Regions from separate parts of the Mus musculus genome. Here all the other regions are linked to region 1. Evidence: chromatin contacts called from public ChIA-PET and HiChIP or PLAC-seq data. All regions are on one chromosome and are shown on one strand. The core of a region is the stretch at or near the end of the contact, and the rest is flanking DNA. Distances in the headings are between cores, read along the strand shown.

Evidence for each region. ChIA-PET counts read pairs in DNA pulled down with a chosen protein or histone mark. HiChIP or PLAC-seq counts read pairs in DNA pulled down with a chosen protein or histone mark.
Region 2: a contact with region 1 is called in an RNA polymerase II ChIA-PET map of memory CD8 T cells, with 39 read pairs. The contact joins two enhancer-like sites. A contact is called at or near these places in 5 of 115 datasets of contacts at active chromatin or transcription factors (extraembryonic endoderm stem cells, fibro-adipogenic progenitors, heart atrium and 2 more).
Region 3: an H3K27ac HiChIP or PLAC-seq map of regulatory T cells shows a contact between it and region 1, with 6 times the contacts expected there. The contact joins two enhancer-like sites. A contact is called at or near these places in 1 of 15 datasets of contacts at CTCF or cohesin (pro-B cells), 9 of 484 Hi-C or Micro-C datasets (the C2C12 cell line, differentiating embryonic stem cells, embryonic stem cells and 2 more), 13 of 115 datasets of contacts at active chromatin or transcription factors (SST interneurons, cardiomyocytes, embryonic basal ganglia and 10 more) and 3 of 9 other capture datasets (embryonic stem cells, liver and pancreatic islet).

The regions. Positions count from the first base shown.
Region 1 is chr16:33,402,804-33,405,627 of GRCm38.p6, forward strand. The region is part of intron 1 of Zfp148 (zinc finger protein 148); the gene reads left to right. Among named protein-coding and RNA genes, the nearest start is that of Zfp148, 23 kb to the left of the region's middle. Within about 2 kb of position 1,353, at least 21 of the 459 cell types and tissues checked have an H3K27ac peak or open chromatin away from gene starts, as enhancers often do. A contact at or near this core is called in memory CD8 T cells, pancreatic cancer cells and regulatory T cells, where this site is marked.
Region 2 is chr16:33,768,526-33,771,349 of GRCm38.p6, forward strand. It overlaps a transcript of Heg1 not described here. Among named protein-coding and RNA genes, the nearest start is that of Muc13, 25 kb to the right of the region's middle. Within about 2 kb of position 1,411, at least 105 of the 459 cell types and tissues checked have an H3K27ac peak or open chromatin away from gene starts, as enhancers often do. A contact at or near this core is called in memory CD8 T cells, where this site is marked.
Region 3 is chr16:33,738,591-33,741,414 of GRCm38.p6, forward strand. It overlaps Heg1 (heart development protein with EGF-like domains 1), which reads left to right. Exons shown (of 15, transcript NM_175256.5): 9 at 1-133. Among named protein-coding and RNA genes, the nearest start is that of Muc13, 54 kb to the right of the region's middle. Within about 2 kb of position 1,416, at least 79 of the 459 cell types and tissues checked have an H3K27ac peak or open chromatin away from gene starts, as enhancers often do. A contact at or near this core is called in pancreatic cancer cells and regulatory T cells, where this site is marked.

The sequences.
Region 1 (2,824 bases), core at 103-2,602:
ACTTACACGCACGCACAGAGAGTAAAAGGGCAAAATACAAGTTATTAGCTAAGCCTGCTGAAAATCATTTTGTATTTCTTTATTTTTAAAGTTTAATTATTGTGTAAATGTACATGATGTGTGTGTGGGGTCTGAGGACAGCTTTGTGGAGTCAGTCCTCTCCTGCCTGGTTAGAAGGGGTTGAGTTTAGGCTGTTGGGGTTTACAGGAAATGCCTTTACCCACTGAGCCCAGAAATCATTCTATAGAATCACGTTGATTTTTCAGAATTGAAATGCATGTTAGCAAAGAAAAACAAGAGAAACTCTTGTTAATACTTTGGTTTATAGATGAAATGGCTTTCTTACATTTTTATTAATGTTGTAGACAAATTTAAATAGAGGAAAGAAAGCAAAGTCTTAGAAACTCTACAATTAGCAGTTGTTGGCCATTCTTGTTTCATCTAGACTTCCACCTATTCTGTTTCCTGCCTCTTCCTTATGTATTTCTTTAAGATTTTCTTTACTTGTGTGCATATGTGCATCTTGGGAGTATGTGCACATGCTTGTGTGTGAGCAGAGGCTGGAAGACTGTGTCAGACCCTTTAGAGCTGGAGTTGGCAGGCATTTGTGTTATTACATAGATGCTGGGATCTGAACTCCAGCTCTCGTGGGCTTTGTAGCAAACACTTAACTGCTGACTCATCTCCTACCTTTCCTCTCAGTATTTTGTTTATTTACTTGAAAGAGAAGAGGGTAGAGGGAGAGAATGTATGTGTGTGTATATCTGTCTGTCTATGTCCATGCGTGCATGCACCCATTGCCCTGGCTTACCTGTTGAGGTCAAATGACAGCTTGTAGGAGTTCAATCTTGCCCTCTACCTACCATGTGGGTTCCGAGGAGCAAAGTCTCAGGCCCCTAGGGTTGGCAGCAAGTGCATTTTACTTGCCAAACCTGCTGGCCCCACAACTCTTGCTATTTTTAGGATAACTTTATTTTGAAAAAATTATAGGAAGTGGCTATGCAACAGGGTGTGGTGGTTCACACCTGTAATTCCAGCCGGCAGGAAAACAAACATATTTCTCTGACTTTGAGGGCAGCCTCGTTTATATAGTAATATCCAGGCCAGGTAGGGCTACAAAATCAGACTCTGTCTCAAAAATAAAACAAAACCAGAAAGACTGCTGTGCTTCCTTCATGATGTAAGTTACCAAACCCAGAAATCGACAGTGGGACTTTCCCCTTAATAAGAATACTAAGTTTGTAGTTTTATTTGTTTGTTTAAAATTTTTTTAGACCTACACTGCTTGTGTATGTATAATTTTGTGCCGTTTTTTCTCATGTAGAAAGGTATGTAGTCACTACATTGAAGATATAAAACTTGAGTCACAACAAAGGCCACCCCTCTTGCCACACCCTAAGATTGTCCCTTCACAATGTGGCTCCCTGACTCCTGGCATCCTGCCCCCCTAGCTCTGTGGGTTCCATTTCCTTGGTATGTAGTGTAAGTTAAAGAAAGACACTTGGTGTAACCTTTCCCCAGTGAGAGCTTGTTTGTGGTGTATGTGTGTGTGTGTCCGTGCTGAGGCCAGAGGGAGGACTAGCATTCTTGTTGCTCTTTGTCCCATTTCAGTGAGACAGGGTCTCCTGCTGAACCTGCAGCAAGGCTAGCGGCCTGCAGTCCTTTCTTCACCCCTCACAGGGCCCGGATTACAGAACACCTGGCTTTTTATGTGAACTCTGGAGATTTGAACTCAGGTCTTTGTGTTTACAGAGCCAGTGCCCTTATCTACTGAGCCATCCCTGAGCCCTGAGGGATGTTTAGTGTTTTCCATTGTAAACCAAGGGCTAGTGCAAATTTGTACAGGCAATATGAGGATTTTCTTAAAAAAAGATTTATTTATTATATGTAAGTACACTGTAGCTGTCTTCAAACACATCAGAAGAGGGAGTCAGATCTCGTTAAGGATGGTTGTGAGCCACCATGTGGTTGCTGGGATTTGAATTCAGGACCTTTGGAAGAGCAGTCAGTGCTCTTAACCGCTGAGCCATCTCCCCAGCCCCCAAAATATGAGGATTTTATGTAAATAAAAGCTCCCCCCTTTTCTGAAATAGGTGTTCAATGGCAAAATTGCTGAGTTGTGTGCTAAGTGTGTATTTAGTTACTTGCTGTGATGGCTAATGGTTTTAATCATCTTTTTATGTTTTTATTCTCTTCAGATTTTTTGTGTGTGTGTGTGTGAAATGCTTGATATCTTTTGTTGCATCAGGATAATTTGCTTATTTGCTATTGAGTTTTGAGAATTCTTTATAGAATAGTTTCTACTTAAGACCTTTTGTTTGTTTTGTTTTTGTTTTTGGAGACTGGGTTTCTCTATGTAGCCCTGGAACTTATAGACCAAGCTGACCTTGAACTCTTAGAGACTCACCTGAACGCCTGGCTTAAAGGTGCAAGTCACCACCTGTCTATTTAAGACTTTTGTTAGATGAGCTTTACGGATACTTTCTTTAAGTCTATAAGCAGAGTAGACTGCTTTTAAAAATGATCTTAGAAATGTCATCTTGACAAGGTCTTTAATTTGGGTATCAGATCTGATTTATTTTCATTCATGGAGGGTAGCACACCTCTGGTGCCAAGGTCTGTAGTCCTTTGCTTCAGTTCTCAAGAAGTTCTTTGTATCATATTTAAATTCATGATCCCTTCTGACTTTGAGACATGGTTGTATGGCTTAGAGGTTGGTTTTGTTTGGCTTCTAGGTGTCTAGTCACAACACCTTAGTTCCTCAGTTATCCTTTCTCAGTCGAACTGTTTTTGCTTCTTTGTCAAAATCTGTTGCAATGTGTGT
Region 2 (2,824 bases), core at 161-2,660, 370 kb after region 1:
CTGCTTGTTCCAGGCCTCATTGCTATGGGAAGAGCCAGTGTGGTGGCTGTTCCCAGACACTTCTAATGTCTTCAGCTGGCAGCACAGCTGGTGAACACCTGTGTAGGGGGCAAACTCCCAGGTGGTGAACACCTGTGAAGGGGGCAGACTCCCAGCTGGTGAGTCAAGAGTACAGGGCCAGGAGCCTCAAGCCCCACAGAATGAAGTACTCTGTTCCTGGGAAGAATTCCAACATCCAGAAAAGTGTCCTGTGAGTTCCAAAATTGCTTGTTGACTCACAAGTTTGGCCCAAATAGAACGGAGTGAAAGTTTTCATTTTGTTCTTTTATTACTGTGAAAAACACCAGGAGAGCCCCCAAACAAGGGTGCATTCACAGTGGGTCTACCATTTGTAGGTAGGGGAGAAGCTTTCGGTAGAAAGGCCTCTGCCCACCATTGGGATGAAGGGGGTGTGGGTGCTCTCCTACTTGGGGTTACATCCAGAAGGAGCCCCAAGAGGACACCAGCAACCCATGAGCAGAACAGACAGGCTGAGCCCATGCCTGGACACGCAGAGTCTTTGCTAGACAGAAGTGCTCAGAATGGATAATTTGTGTGCATAAAAGTGTCACAGTCCTGAATTGGGCTCCCATGACAAGGGAAGTAGGCAGAAGGGAAAAGCCACACTGCCTAGGAGATAATGAAATGGAGAAGATCCAGGCCAGGTAGAACTTGTTTATCCTGGGGGCATCAGGAACAGGGTTAAAAAGGAGGGTCTTCCTAGTTCCAGCCTGAGCTCTCTAAAACTCCAAGGTTTTTTGGTTTTGTTGTTTTTTTTTTTTTTGTTGTTTGTTTTCTTTTTTTCACTTCATGAGCCAGCTCATGACTACTGGGGCCTATTTCTTAGGAGGAGAAATAGCATCATGTGTTCCCACCATGGGCCTGGCTCTATGCATGTAAGGTAGGTATCTGGCCTTACAGCATGTGGGTTAGCCAGTGCTGAGCACTCAGAGGAGAAGCATGGGAATGTAGTTTCTGTGGCAAACTGCCTGCTTAGCATGTATAACGCCCTGGGGTTTAGCCTCGGAACCACATAAGCAGGGCAGAGTGGTACACTCTTAGAACCCCAGCCCTCAGAAGGTTGAGGCAGGAGGATCAGGAGTTCAAGGCCTTCCTGAAGAACAGGACACCCTGTCTTAAAAAAAGGGAAATACTGGCAGGTTTGTGGTTGGCAAGAGGCATATTGGTACGTGGCTTGGGCCCTCAGAAGTGAAAGGGGGTGGTCTAGGTGGGTTTTTGACATGAACAGCCAGGCTGAGGCAACCCTGTGAGGGCTGCCTGCCTTATTCTCAGACTCCCACGTAGTAGAAGTGTGAACCTATGTGGGCTGGGGGTGGAGTTGAGTGTCTGAGGTGCTGAGTGATCTTCTTAACTGGGGAGGTTGCTTCTAGAAGCGTCTTAAGTCATGTTGAACCAGAACTACTGTACGGTTAGAGCAGTCAAGCTGCCTGGTGGTATTTGAGGTCAAAGACTGAGCTGACTATTAGACTATTGTGGTCTAAAAGAGGAAGTCGTAAAAGACAGCCCGTAGAGGAGAGCAGTGTTGTTGGAAAGAGACTGGAGGAAAGTCTACCAAGATGCTGTCTATTCAGGTGTGAAGTTCCAGAGTGGGCACGGTAGCATCACCCCGGTGTGTGGCCTTTGGGTGCCTCCTTAAGCCACTTTGCCTAGTAGTGACCTGTATGGGTCTCTATAACTATGGGGCTTTGCCCAAAGCAGTAAAGCTGTACAGCCAAGTTGCTCTTGGCTTAGTGTTTCATAACACACTCAAAACTAGGGGCTTTACCCATATTTCTAAATTTATGTTCATTTTTCTTTTGAGACCAAAGCAATTCTTTGGGTAGAAGGACAATACAAGGTTTTGCATTTTGATATTTTATTTAAAACAGTCCATTACAGCAGATAGAAATGTTTATTTCCCTGAAAGCTCTTTTTCTTCTTCTGCTTCTATGGGAGGGTAGAGTCAGGAGTGGACCCCAGGGCCTTGCGCATACCAGACAAGTGCCGCCCTGTGGATCTGCACACCCCCAGCCCTCTCATATCTTCTTGACAGTATCAGTTCAAGGTTCTAGTCTTGTTCCAGCATGTTTGGTTACGGAAATGGTTCTGTAGCTTGCCTTTGGGAATATGTGTTCTTTTCTTTTCTTTTCTTTTCTTTTTTTCTTTTCTCTTCTTTTCTTTTCCTTTCTCAAATCCCCAAAGAAGAAAACACAATAGGAACATTGAAGTTAAAATAATCACTTTAAACTCTTTTTAAAATAACAGGTTAAGATAATAGGAACATTAAAGTATTGAATGTCAATCAATTCATTGTACTTTGGTGTCTCCACAAGGTCACACCCCTTTATGTCTGTTGCAAACTTTAGCCTGCACAGTAGCCTGTGAAACCAAAGGGGGACCATTTAGGTCTGAAAGGAGGCAGGTCCTGGCCTGCCTCTGTCACATGGGCATCTTCAAAGAAAACATTTTTCCAGTGGGGCTGCCTGGTAGATTCTGCTATATAATTTTAAATGATGGGCTCAATATCCTTGTTCTGAATTGTTGAGGAATGTGTGTTCCTCAACAGGGTAAAAAATAGTGATGGGGCGGAGCCAGTTTGTCAGGGGAACTGAACCGACTCCCTTAACTCTGGGCATTACCTAGGCCTGCTCTACAGAGAAAAGGACAGTTTGCCATGAGTTGCTGTGATGCATGTGTGTTGCTGGTGTTACAGGTAAACGGGGATGAGGCTGCAGTACAAACTCCGTTCTGTTTGTCCTGGATCTTGTTCTGTATACCTTTAATG
Region 3 (2,824 bases), core at 166-2,665, 340 kb after region 1:
AAAACCACCTTTGCCCTGGCCTCCAATGTGACACTGTTTGACCTGGCAGACAGGATCCAGAAATATGTCAACTCCTGCAGGTCCTCTGCTGAAGTCTGCCAGCTCTTGGGGTCTCAGAGGCGGGTCTTTCGAGGTAAGATGGGAGTCCTCTAGGGGGGGAAACCTGCTCTTGCAGGTAGGCATAGACTTAGAGATGGGAGGTTTGGGGACTCAGGCCCAGAAAAGCTCCTTCACAGAGCTTGTCTTTAGAAGTTATAAGCACAAGCCTTCATGACACTCAGTGCACACATCTGTCTACACATGGCCTTTTACAGCATCAGCTCCTTGGTATCTGGCTCCTTCTTTTCTTCTATACAGTGCCAGGGTGAGAGGAAGATATTACAGGAGCTGAAGGAACCAAAAGCTGTTACTCCCGCTTCCTGGGGAGACAGAAAGTGACATATAGAGTCTGTCAAGTTGCCAATGATCCAACAATCTTTATATGGTGATGACTAAGAAAAAACAAAGAGCTATGCTCATGCAGTATTACCTATCTTTTGTTTGTTTTCTATCATAAAACCATAGAATGACTAAGAGGGAGCATGGCAGGATGCTCCCAGGAGTGCCGTAATGACAGGACTCTCCCTTCCTTTGTTCTTGTTTGGTCGGAGGCTCTTGCCCTGTGTTGGGGTAAGGCCAATGAGAAAGGTGACTCAGGACAAGTCTGGAAGACAGACTTGCGTCTTTCAGGGATAGTTTTATAGCTGGGAGAAGAACACTTTGCTGGAATGAGAACCGCCCCTAGACACAGTGGGCTAGTCCCTCTTGGTGATCAAAGTGTACTCTGGTTAGCTCATTGGACCAGTGGTTGAGGTCTGGCAAAGGAAGGAGAGCTTAGGCTAAGTCTCCCCCATCTGGCATCCAGATGTTAGACATAAATTGAAGGTATCAGGTTTTGGTGCCATATCCGCTGGTTAGTCTAGGCCATTCCCAGTGGGTCAGGATGTTGTAACTGCTGGTCCAGAGCTTTCCTCGAGTGAACAGTTGCACTGCAGAGCTTGGGAGCTGATGCTTTCACCCTGAGATAGGCTCTGGGGGGCTGGCTACTTAGTAACTGGGGGGAAATGAGCTGAACATAACAGAGTTGGAGTGTTTTTGTTCAAAGTTCATGCCCTGTTCTAGGGTGCTGGATACTTTGAGGCTCTCTGGTTGTATGGTTTTGTTTCTCATGCCCAGGGCTCCAGGGTACTATTTTTCCTCCCAGTGAGGTAGGCACCCTTCAGTTTGCTAACCATTTCTAGACTGCATTTGGCGTGGTCAGCATTGGACCAAGGTACTTTTCTGTTGCCAGCTTGTGCATCTGTGCTTTGCAGATCAAGTTGGCAAGATTGTGTGGATGCGCAAGAGCCTGCCCTAGCAGGAGTGCTCGCTCACCCAGCTGCTTTGCTTGGACTGCCCCCATGTGGCCTATAGAAAGACTCTTGTCCCCATGAGGAGGCCATCCTCACTGTGTTCCCTTCCAGTCCCTTGAGCATAAAGACAGCCATGCCTAGTAGCCAAAATTGGACTCACATCTGTTTTTCCTCCAGATCTTCTCTAGGTTTTGCCAAAGGATCCAGCTCTGGCTCTTGGTAATTTTTCTGGAGCTAGAGAGGAGGCTAGACCAGCAGGTGCTGCACACCTTTGGGTTTCTAGCATCCGGGCAGCACTAGGATGCTCTGGACATTGCCGCTGGCGAGAAGGGCTTTGTCCCCTCAGTTCAGAGAATGTCCATCTCCCTCCTTTCAAAGCCCTTTAGTCCTCATGGTCTCCTGGGATTTAGAGACTTTGGAAATCCCCCCTCATGGCCTCAGCCTTGGCTTACTGAGTACTCATTGTCTATCTTGACGGATGTTATGCCCAGGAAAGACCATGGGAACGGTGAATGCAGAAGACTCACATCACCAAGGATCGATTTAAGTGAGATTCTGCATGGTCCTTTTGGGTGGCTTTATGAGACACGTTCATTGAGAAAGCCACTCCTCATTGGAGGGGCGGGGCCTGCCCTCCCTGTTCAAGCAGAAATCTGGCAGCAGGCAGGAACTGGTTGCTTTTGGCAATGAATATTCGTTAGCAGCCTAGATCAGTGGGCAGGATGGAAGGAGAACTTAACATTGACTTCCAGAAAATACCCAATCAGAGTGGGATTTCCCAGCCTAGGATGGCCTGGATACTCCTTATACTTGGAGGTGTTTTTCTCTGCTAAGTCTCATTGACTGGCAAAGCCTTCAGAGAAGTCAGATGTGAGGTGCCGGAAGCTGAGTTCCTCCCTGGTGCCAGCTTTGCAAAGTTTGCCTGGTGAGATTTTTCCGTTTAAACATTTCCCCTTAAATACAAACTTTTTTTTAAAAACAATAAACAAAGGAGCCCAGATTTAACATGTCAGCTTCCACTGATAAAGGCAGGAAATTCAATTCAGCACTGGGAAATGAAGCTGTGCCCTAATTCACCCGGCTAGACAGTCAGTCTCAGTTCTCGGGACCCTCAAGAGGGATGGATGCTGGGAATTCCACACGGGGCCCATCAAGCCCTGGTGTCAGCTCCCATCACCAGAATTTGCCCAGGCAAGGGTTAATTTTGCAGAATTAACAGGCACCTTCTGAAGAGCCTGGGGCCTTTTCTTTGACAATGCCTACAAAATTAGCACCCAATTTTCATTGTACAATGCTCAGACTCTTCCCATCCCCCTGCCACTCTCCTCCTGGGTTCAACTTGCTTTTGACCCCCCAACAGCAGAAGCACACATCTGCCATGTGAGGATAAGTTATTAGCCGCTGTCATGTTGGTTTCATAGTTCTGTTCTCCC